Regions from separate parts of the Lactuca sativa genome. Here region 1 is linked to region 2. Evidence: chromatin contacts called from public Hi-C data. All regions are on one chromosome and are shown on one strand. The core of a region is the stretch at or near the end of the contact, and the rest is flanking DNA. Distances in the headings are between cores, read along the strand shown.

Region 1 (4,292 bases), core at 1,153-3,652, 260 kb before region 2:
GCAACTAACTAAGCTGAAACACCGACATGTAAGGATAACCAGTTCGGGTTTGGCCTTGATTTTAGAGTTGTTGTTGGGCGTGTCTGATGAACTTGTTAGAATAAACCTAGATATGTGAAAAGATGATGAATAAACAAGTAAATACCTAAAATAACGGATGAAGAAGATGACAAACACCTTGATTGCAGCTACATTCCCCTACTACAACCAAGAAACCTATTGACTTCTTTCACCATTTTCCCACAATAGGAGCTACAATAAATAATTGTTGGTGATTTTAGTGTCACCATGTCATTTTAAGTAACTGGAACTAACATGTGAGCTAAGGGGCTTCATAATTTGTACTCTAATATATGTATGGAGTAATGCAGAGTGCACGCATGTATAAGATCGAATTAGAAGCCGGTTCGACGACTAGTCGGGGTCTGGGGGCAGCGCCCCTTTGGCGGGGTCCAAGGGGCAGAGCCCCTGGCTGGTGGGAACATAATGGAAAACTCAATTTGTTGAGGGTGATTATGGTAAAACTAAGGAAACTCGTTAGTTTTGGTAACCCTAATCCGGATTAATATTACTTGCTTCCAATGCAACTAATGACGGCCCAACCCAAATGAAACCCTACTCTTGTTTAATATATAAACGACTCTTTTTATACAAAAGAGGGTGACGATCTTTAGCTCTCGTTTTTCATCATACATTCACAGAACCCTTTAGCCTATTGGCTTATGTTTTTTGTGCCTAGAAACGTAAGTGTCCACTTGGATTATCCTAGGCTGAATTTCTTGTAACACAGGCATAGGGTAGAAATATCAGTTCGGAAAGTGATATCACGATCCAAGTTGGTATCCAGATCTCCACCACAAATCCTAAATTTCCCTACAATAATGACTCACAACCTTGCTCCTAGAAAAGAATATAACATTAAAGTTGACAAAAGTTTTCTCAGGTGATTTCTCATTGCCAGTTTAACCTAAAGCCTCACATAAATTGTACTCTAAAGAGAGGAGAAGTAAGAGAAGTGAATTAAAAACCTAGGGAAAGACCAGAAGAAAACATAGCGGAAAAGAAAAAAATAAATCCTAACAAATTGTTTCAGATCTTGTTATAATTCTAGAACCCGCAACATAGACTTCGTTTGATGGCATCAAGGGAATCTGTGATCTCCCCGTTTTGGTCCAACAATCAACTATGAATCCAAGTGAGGAAGGAAGATGAGGGCTTGTGTTAGTGGATGACAGCGTCCTAACAGGAGAAGAAAACTTGCAACCTCTTCTTGAAGTACATGTTTCATATCTTCAATAGACTACATCAAATTGGATACAATATAAAAAAGTATTAATTAATAAAAGCCTGTTATATCTAATAAATATATGAACAACAATATGCTGAAAAATCAGCCATTTATATGCTTCAATCCTTGAGGTATCGGATCACACACCATCAAGTTCAAAAAAACCACAACTAAATCCAGTTAATTTGTGAAAATCGCCAATTTCTTAGAAACAAGTAAAACCGTAAAATGGACTAACCATTTTCTGTTGTGGAACTGTAGAATCCAATGGGTTCGACGATAGAGATTTCTGAAAGCTGATGGAGAGAGGAGATCAGTGGCGAAGTTTTTCTGTGATAGAGAAGCCTACGTAGATTATTAGTATGTTAGGGAAAAGCGGTTTAGAGGAACGGTGGAATGGAAAGTTGTTTAGTAGAAGAAGGGTAGGTGGAGTAACTAACCTAACCTGGTAGAGTTAAAGCAGTGGCGGTAAAGGAGAAGGTGAGGCGGTGGAAGTAAGATAAAGAAGAATCGAGAAGATATTAAACTTATCCAGGAATTTGAATTTGAAGGGTGGATCCGTGGAGAGAAAGCAGTAGAAGAACGCGGTAGAAGCAAATGCTAGTGATTGGCGACATATACGGTGAAGATATCCATCGAGAAATCCATATCAACACATGACCATAAAGAATTAAGAAAATGACATAAAACGCCCAACACAATAATCGGCAGCAAAACAGGTAGAAGAGAACACATATCCAAAAAAAAGTCCATTTTTGGGAAAACCATAGAAACTATCATGTTCCTAAAGATGATCCCTTTTATATATATATACACACACGCGCGCGTCATTAGAGACCAAAAACACATAACAGTCGATACTATTTTTAAATACATAAAAGTATTTAACAAAAAATAAATAAATAAAAGGTAAATAAATTTTTTTAGTTTGAAAGAGAATCAAATCCGAGCTAAAAGTAAGCTAAAAGGACCAAAACAACAAATTTAAAAATCGTTGTACCAAATAAAAAAAAAAAAAAAAAAGAAGTAATCCAAACAATTAAAATCAACACCATTCTAAAAGTCAACCGACAAGATTTGTGGATAATTCATAAGAAAGTTCCTTTGTTGAAATTTCTAATTCCCAAAGCTGCATAATTATCAAGAAAGCTCCTTTATTGAAACATTCAATAACCAAAGTCCCCAAATCTCCGGTTTATACTACCTCTCTCCTGTCAAATACCATACACCACCGGCAGCCAAAATCAAAATGTCAGACGAAGTACCTTTCCATATCCATGGAGAAATCATGATGAGGCTTCCTGTCAAATCACTGATTCAGTTCAGATCCGTCTCAAAAGCATGGAAGTCTTTGATCGACAGCTCAGAGTTTGTTGCTGCTCAGAGCGTCCTCGATACTCAGCCACATCATCTGTTTGTATGGTATAAAGATCCGAGAGGAGAAATAAAATACGTTTCTTTTGTCGACGACAACTCTTTCCCTCAGAGGTTTGTTCCTACTCTTCCTCTGTCCGTTAAACTTCCAAGAATTGTTGGCAGTTCTCATGGCTTGTTGTGTTTGGATGGCTATCATTGGGATCTGGAGACTTCCGAAATCAACTTTAAAAAGAGATTGGCTGTTGTTTGTAATCCTTCTATCAGAAAATCAATTTCTTTTGTATTACCTGATATCTTGCATGTACGCCACGAAATGATTCTTGCTTTTGGGGTTTGTCCTGTTAGTATCGATCCTAAGATCATCCAGATCACACAACTCCCTTCATGGATGGATAAGAAAACCGAAATTAACAACCTTTGGAAGGTTGAGGTTTACTCCTTTAGATCGGGGAAATGGAAAAGTCTTTCTACGAATCTCCCAAGGAAATCAATACGAATTAGACAGCCCCAAGTAGTTATTGATAGGCATATCTATTGGTGTGCTTCCTGTCTAGACAGTGGAATACGTACTCATAATGTGATTATGTCATTTGATATAACTGATGAGAGTTTTAAAGTTATACACCTCCCCGATAATTTAGCTAGCCATCCTTCTTCATGGGCGACTATGTCTAAGTGGTTGTCTATTTCTAAGCTAGGGGAATCTTTAGTCATGCTTGAACACGATTTAAACACCGAGGGACAAGTTTGTTGTGAAGTATGGAAGATGGAGAATGGTGTTCAAATATCATTTACAAAGCTATACACCATCAATGCACCAAAAGAGTCAATAAAGGCAGTGGGTTTTAGGAAGACTGGAGGACCTATAATAGAAGTGAACGATGATATTTCTGAGCCGACTCAACTTGTTGTTTATGAGCCCAACTCAGGGCACTGCGATGATCCGATTAGAGGATATTCATTCAACGTGAATTCTTACATGGAAACACTACTCATGTTTGGTCGATCTGATTGTAGCAGTTATTAACATAAAGTGGAGGAAAAAAAGATAAATGTATAGCATTGAAGAAGGCAAGACACCCAATTTATGTCAAATAGTATTCCCCAAGTTTGTTGGATTCATTAAAAAGTTAAATGCATCACATATAATTTGATGTTGTGTTTATTTAATGCATGTAATATGTAGGAAGTTGAATCTCACATTCTTATGAACATTGTGCAGTAATATCTTGTTGACAGTATATTGTATGTGTTGTAATTTGTAAACCTCAATTGCTCAACAGGTTGTCTTAATGGGTAAAGGCTTGTATCCTTGGACTTGGTTCAGGTAGATTTGTTTTGCAACTATTCTCTAATCACATTTAATAGTAATTTTGGTTGTAATGTTAAATATTGGACTAAACTGTTATCAGTCTAACTTCTACACATTTCTTTTCATATCCTTCTCATTGGGTTAAGATATTATAAAATATAACAAAACTAGTTAAATGAAGAAACAAGAACAGTAACGGAGCATGAAACAGAAATATGTTTATTGTTTTGACTACCAACTATCCAAAATATCTATTGTTTTCTTTTGTTTACTCATCTTACAAACATGAAATACTCAAAGTTTACTCTCATATTA
Region 2 (3,917 bases), core at 812-3,311:
ATAGTAATAATAATAATAATAATAACTAGTAGGGTACCCCGGGCTTCGCCCGGGTCAGTGTGTGCTATATTTTTTGCGTGTCATTTTTAAATGTGTCCTCGTTTCACATGGTTCGCCTACTTCAAATTCTCCTTATTATAGCATTGCATTTGGGAAAACAGACAAAGATAAATAACTAACAGATTTGGGGTTAACCAATGCTAACAAAGTAACCCCATCACCTTTCAAATAAAAAAAATTTATGAATTGGTCTTTCATTTTAAACATAAGACTGGACTACAATAAATTCAAACAAAAAAAAAACGACTGGGGAAATATATCCCTTGTGGTACAAATTGCAAGGGAAATATACAACAGGGGAAATATAACTTTTCTAAAACATGAAACAAAGGAATGAAATTAGTTTTATCAGTTTAATTCCATCCAACAAAAACAAAACGTTTTTTTATTTCATTCCAATGGAATTAATGATTCCATTCCATACCTTGACCTTCTTCTTAGGTTACTTCTCAGCAACTTGTTTCACATTACTGCATGTCTGCATCGGAGTTTAACACTAAGTTCCAAATTTTTAGTAATAAAAACTTCTTCGATGTAAGGCTGCCTTTAATGTAACAACTCACATCCCTACAAAAAATGGTCATAAAATTATGGAATGATCAATGGTTATGTTGTGATTCCATTGCCATTTTATTCCATTGCCATAATCCATAATTCTAGAGTTTGAAACGTTATGTTGTGATTCCATTCCAGTTCATACCTTGACCTTCCGCTCTCGTAGGATCTAAATAACATGTGGTACAATGATCAATACTTTTCCTTAAGGATCAAAGTAAGTTTGACTTTTACAATGAACCCTAATTGCAGACCATGTGATAGAATGATCAATACTTTTCCGCTCTCGTAGGATCTAAATAACATGTGGCTGAATTCTCTGTAAGAACCCTAATTGCAGACCATTTCACCTTGCAGTTGCTATTATTGACCTTTACTCTTTCTTTTCAGGAAAAGAAATAGATAAAGATTACAGATAAGTGACAGAAAAAAAAGACAATATTGTAATTTACTATCCAATCTTACCTGAAACGAAAATTAGAAACCTTAAAGGGATTCAATTAGAGGCTAATATTGGATAAAGAAGAAAGAAAAAAGTAGAAGGGCAGTAGAAGATGTGTCAGGATAAGAATTAGAGGTGATGAAAGGGGATTGACATACTTACATCATCAATGTTGTTTCCCTGAAAAGCTAAAACGATATCCACCAAAGAGGAGGAGCGAGCAATTGAAATCGATTTTAGGGCTTTTGTTGGGCACCAACAGTAGAGATATAGGTGATTGGGTATGGTAACAATGGACCACCGTCTTCTTCTTCCCACCGGTGGAAATATCGATTAGAGTCGGAAGCAAATACAAATAAAGTCGGTGAGAAGGAGAAATCAAGAACAAATGAATACAAGGAAGCAGTAGTCTTTCGTTTCCCATGGACACGTGTTATTAACTCTGGATACCTTGAATCGTGGACTTCATCTTGAATCCCCAAATTGTGAACTTCTTCTTCATACCTTGAATTGTGGACTTCTTCTTGAATGCCCATCTAAAATTGTGGAGTTCCCGATGACTTAGCCACCGCCGATCATTAGAGGCAAGCACAGGTCGAATATCGGAAAGGAGTGTGAGAGAGGAGGGGGTGTAGTGGATATCGACCTGATAAGGAAGAAAATAAATATCAATTAGGAGTTGGTGGAACAGGGAAGAAGAGAGATACAGAGCATAGGAAGGAAGCGATGAGAGGTTAGTTTGGAAAAGCAGACTGTAACACGAACGGATTTTTAGGGCGGTGGCTGCTCATGTGTACAGAACACGTATCACTTCTGAATGAAGCGGTGGATCACACCTGGTAACCCTGGTAGCCAACCAACCCATGTGTACACCAAATGAAACCCACTGACCAGTCAATAACGAAGATCAATGGAAGGAAAATAAAAATAATAAAGTGACAAATACATCAAAATATAGGGACCTAGAATGGCAGAAATAACAAATGCAAGTAGAGGGACCAAAAGAGACAAATATGTTACATATTTCCTGTTACTTTTTTTCATAACTTTAATATATATATATATATATATATATATATATATATATATATATATATATATATATATATAATAATAATAATAATAATTTAGTTGTATGTTATTATTTGAATTTGCATTATTGAGCCAATTCATGCATCCAATGATATTACCTAGTTACAGGTATTGGAACAAATAATATTTTCAAAAAATATTATTATTTAATTACCAACTGTATTTAAATATATCTTAATTTATAGTCAATGCAATTATTCCGGTCCATGTGCTTTTAGTATGATAGAGTTTAAAATCTTCCGTTATATAAACCGTTAAAAATCAGGTACCAACGACACCCACAATTAAAATGTTTGACGAACTGCCTTTCCATATCCAAGAGGCAATCCTGAAAAGGCTTCCTATCAAATCATTGATTCAGCTTAGATCGGTGTCAAGAACATGGAAGTCTTTGATCGACAGCTCAGAGTTTATTGCTGCTCACAGCGTCAGCCACACACAGCCACAACATCTGTTTGTATCGTACAGCTCAGAAGAACAAGTGCCTAAATTTGTTTCTTTTGTCGATGATGACTCTTTCCCCCAACATAGGTTTGTTCCGTCTCTTCCCCTATCCATTAGAGATCCACAAATAGTTGGTAGTTCTTATGGCTTGTTGTGTTTCAAAGGTTATCGGTTTTCTGGTTCCAGCTATAGAAAGAGGATAGCTGTTCTTTTGAATCCTTCGGTTAGAAAATCAATAGCTATTGCACTGCCTGATATGTTATATACGAATCATTTAATCGTTCTTGGTTTTGGAGTTTGTCCTGTCACTATTGATACCAAGATCATCCAGATCACTCAACTGCATTGGAGTTGGGGTAATGAACTGAAAAGCGAAATTGGCAACTTTTGGGAAGTTAAGGTTTATAAGCAAAGTTCGGGGAAATTTACAAGTCTATCTGGAAATCTCCCCACCATATCAATACATATTAGGGGGCGCCAGGTAGTTATTGGTAAGTCTATCTACTGGTGTGCTGTAGATTGTACACTTGTGGATAGTGTGTTTCAAACTCGTAATCTGATTATGTCATTTGATATAACTAATGAGAATTTTCAAGTAGTAGACCTCCCTGAAAGGATGGCTATCATCACTTTCGACCTACTTTCTGTATCTAAGCTAAGGGAGTCTCTTGTTATACTTGAATACAATAAAAGCGGATACGATGATACCATTGAGGAGCAACTTTGTTGCACTGTATGGATGGTGGAGCATGGTGTGGAAAGATCGTTTACAAAGCTATTCACCATCAAGGCACCAGGTGATTTGATGAGGACAGTGGGTTTTAGGAGGAAGGGCGGACCTATTATGGAAGTCCAAGATTATATGTTTGAATCAACTGAAGAGCTTGTTGTTTATGAGCCTAACTCAGAACTAAGCAATCATCTGATTAGTGGGTATAGATTCACAGTGAATTCCTACATTGAAACACTAGTTTTGGTCGGTATTTCTGATTGTAGTAGCTATTGACATACCAATTTCAAGGACAATATCTGTAAATTAGTTGATGTTTTTTAAAACATAGATGCATCAAATATAATTTGATGTCTGTTTAACTGTTTATTCAATGTTTGTAACATTACTGATGCTATATAAATATCATATTTTTATGAAAATTATGTTGTAAAATCTTGGTGTTAGTCTTATTGTATATGTTTAGTAAATAACCTCGGGCTGTTGGCCTATTGAGAGACTTGTGACCTTGGTAGTTGGTTGTTGGGAATTACGAATTGGGTAATACGAAATCTGGATCACAAACAGGAATCGTGTGATACACTTTCCTTGTTT

What was found. Hi-C and Micro-C count contacts between places; a contact is called where the count stands out from the background.
Region 1: a contact with region 2 is called in a Hi-C map of seed, with 5 times the contacts expected there. The contact joins the promoter of LOC111888721 here to the promoter of LOC111903671 in region 2. A contact is called at or near these places in 2 of 4 Hi-C or Micro-C datasets (leaf and seed).

Annotation. Positions count from the first base shown.
Region 1 is chr2:23,990,456-23,994,747 of Lsat_Salinas_v11, reverse strand. It overlaps LOC111888721 (F-box protein At2g21930), which reads left to right and starts at 2,402. Exons shown (of 1, transcript XM_023884844.2): 1 at 2,402-3,945. The coding sequence starts at 2,538. The coding sequence ends at 3,692.
Region 2 is chr2:23,730,250-23,734,166 of Lsat_Salinas_v11, reverse strand. It overlaps LOC111903671, which reads right to left and starts at 2,061. Exons shown (of 2, transcript XR_006187876.2): 1 at 1,220-2,061. It overlaps LOC111903678 (F-box protein At3g07870), which reads left to right and starts at 2,439. Exons shown (of 1, transcript XM_052768794.1): 1 at 2,439-3,599. The coding sequence starts at 2,439. The coding sequence ends at 3,599.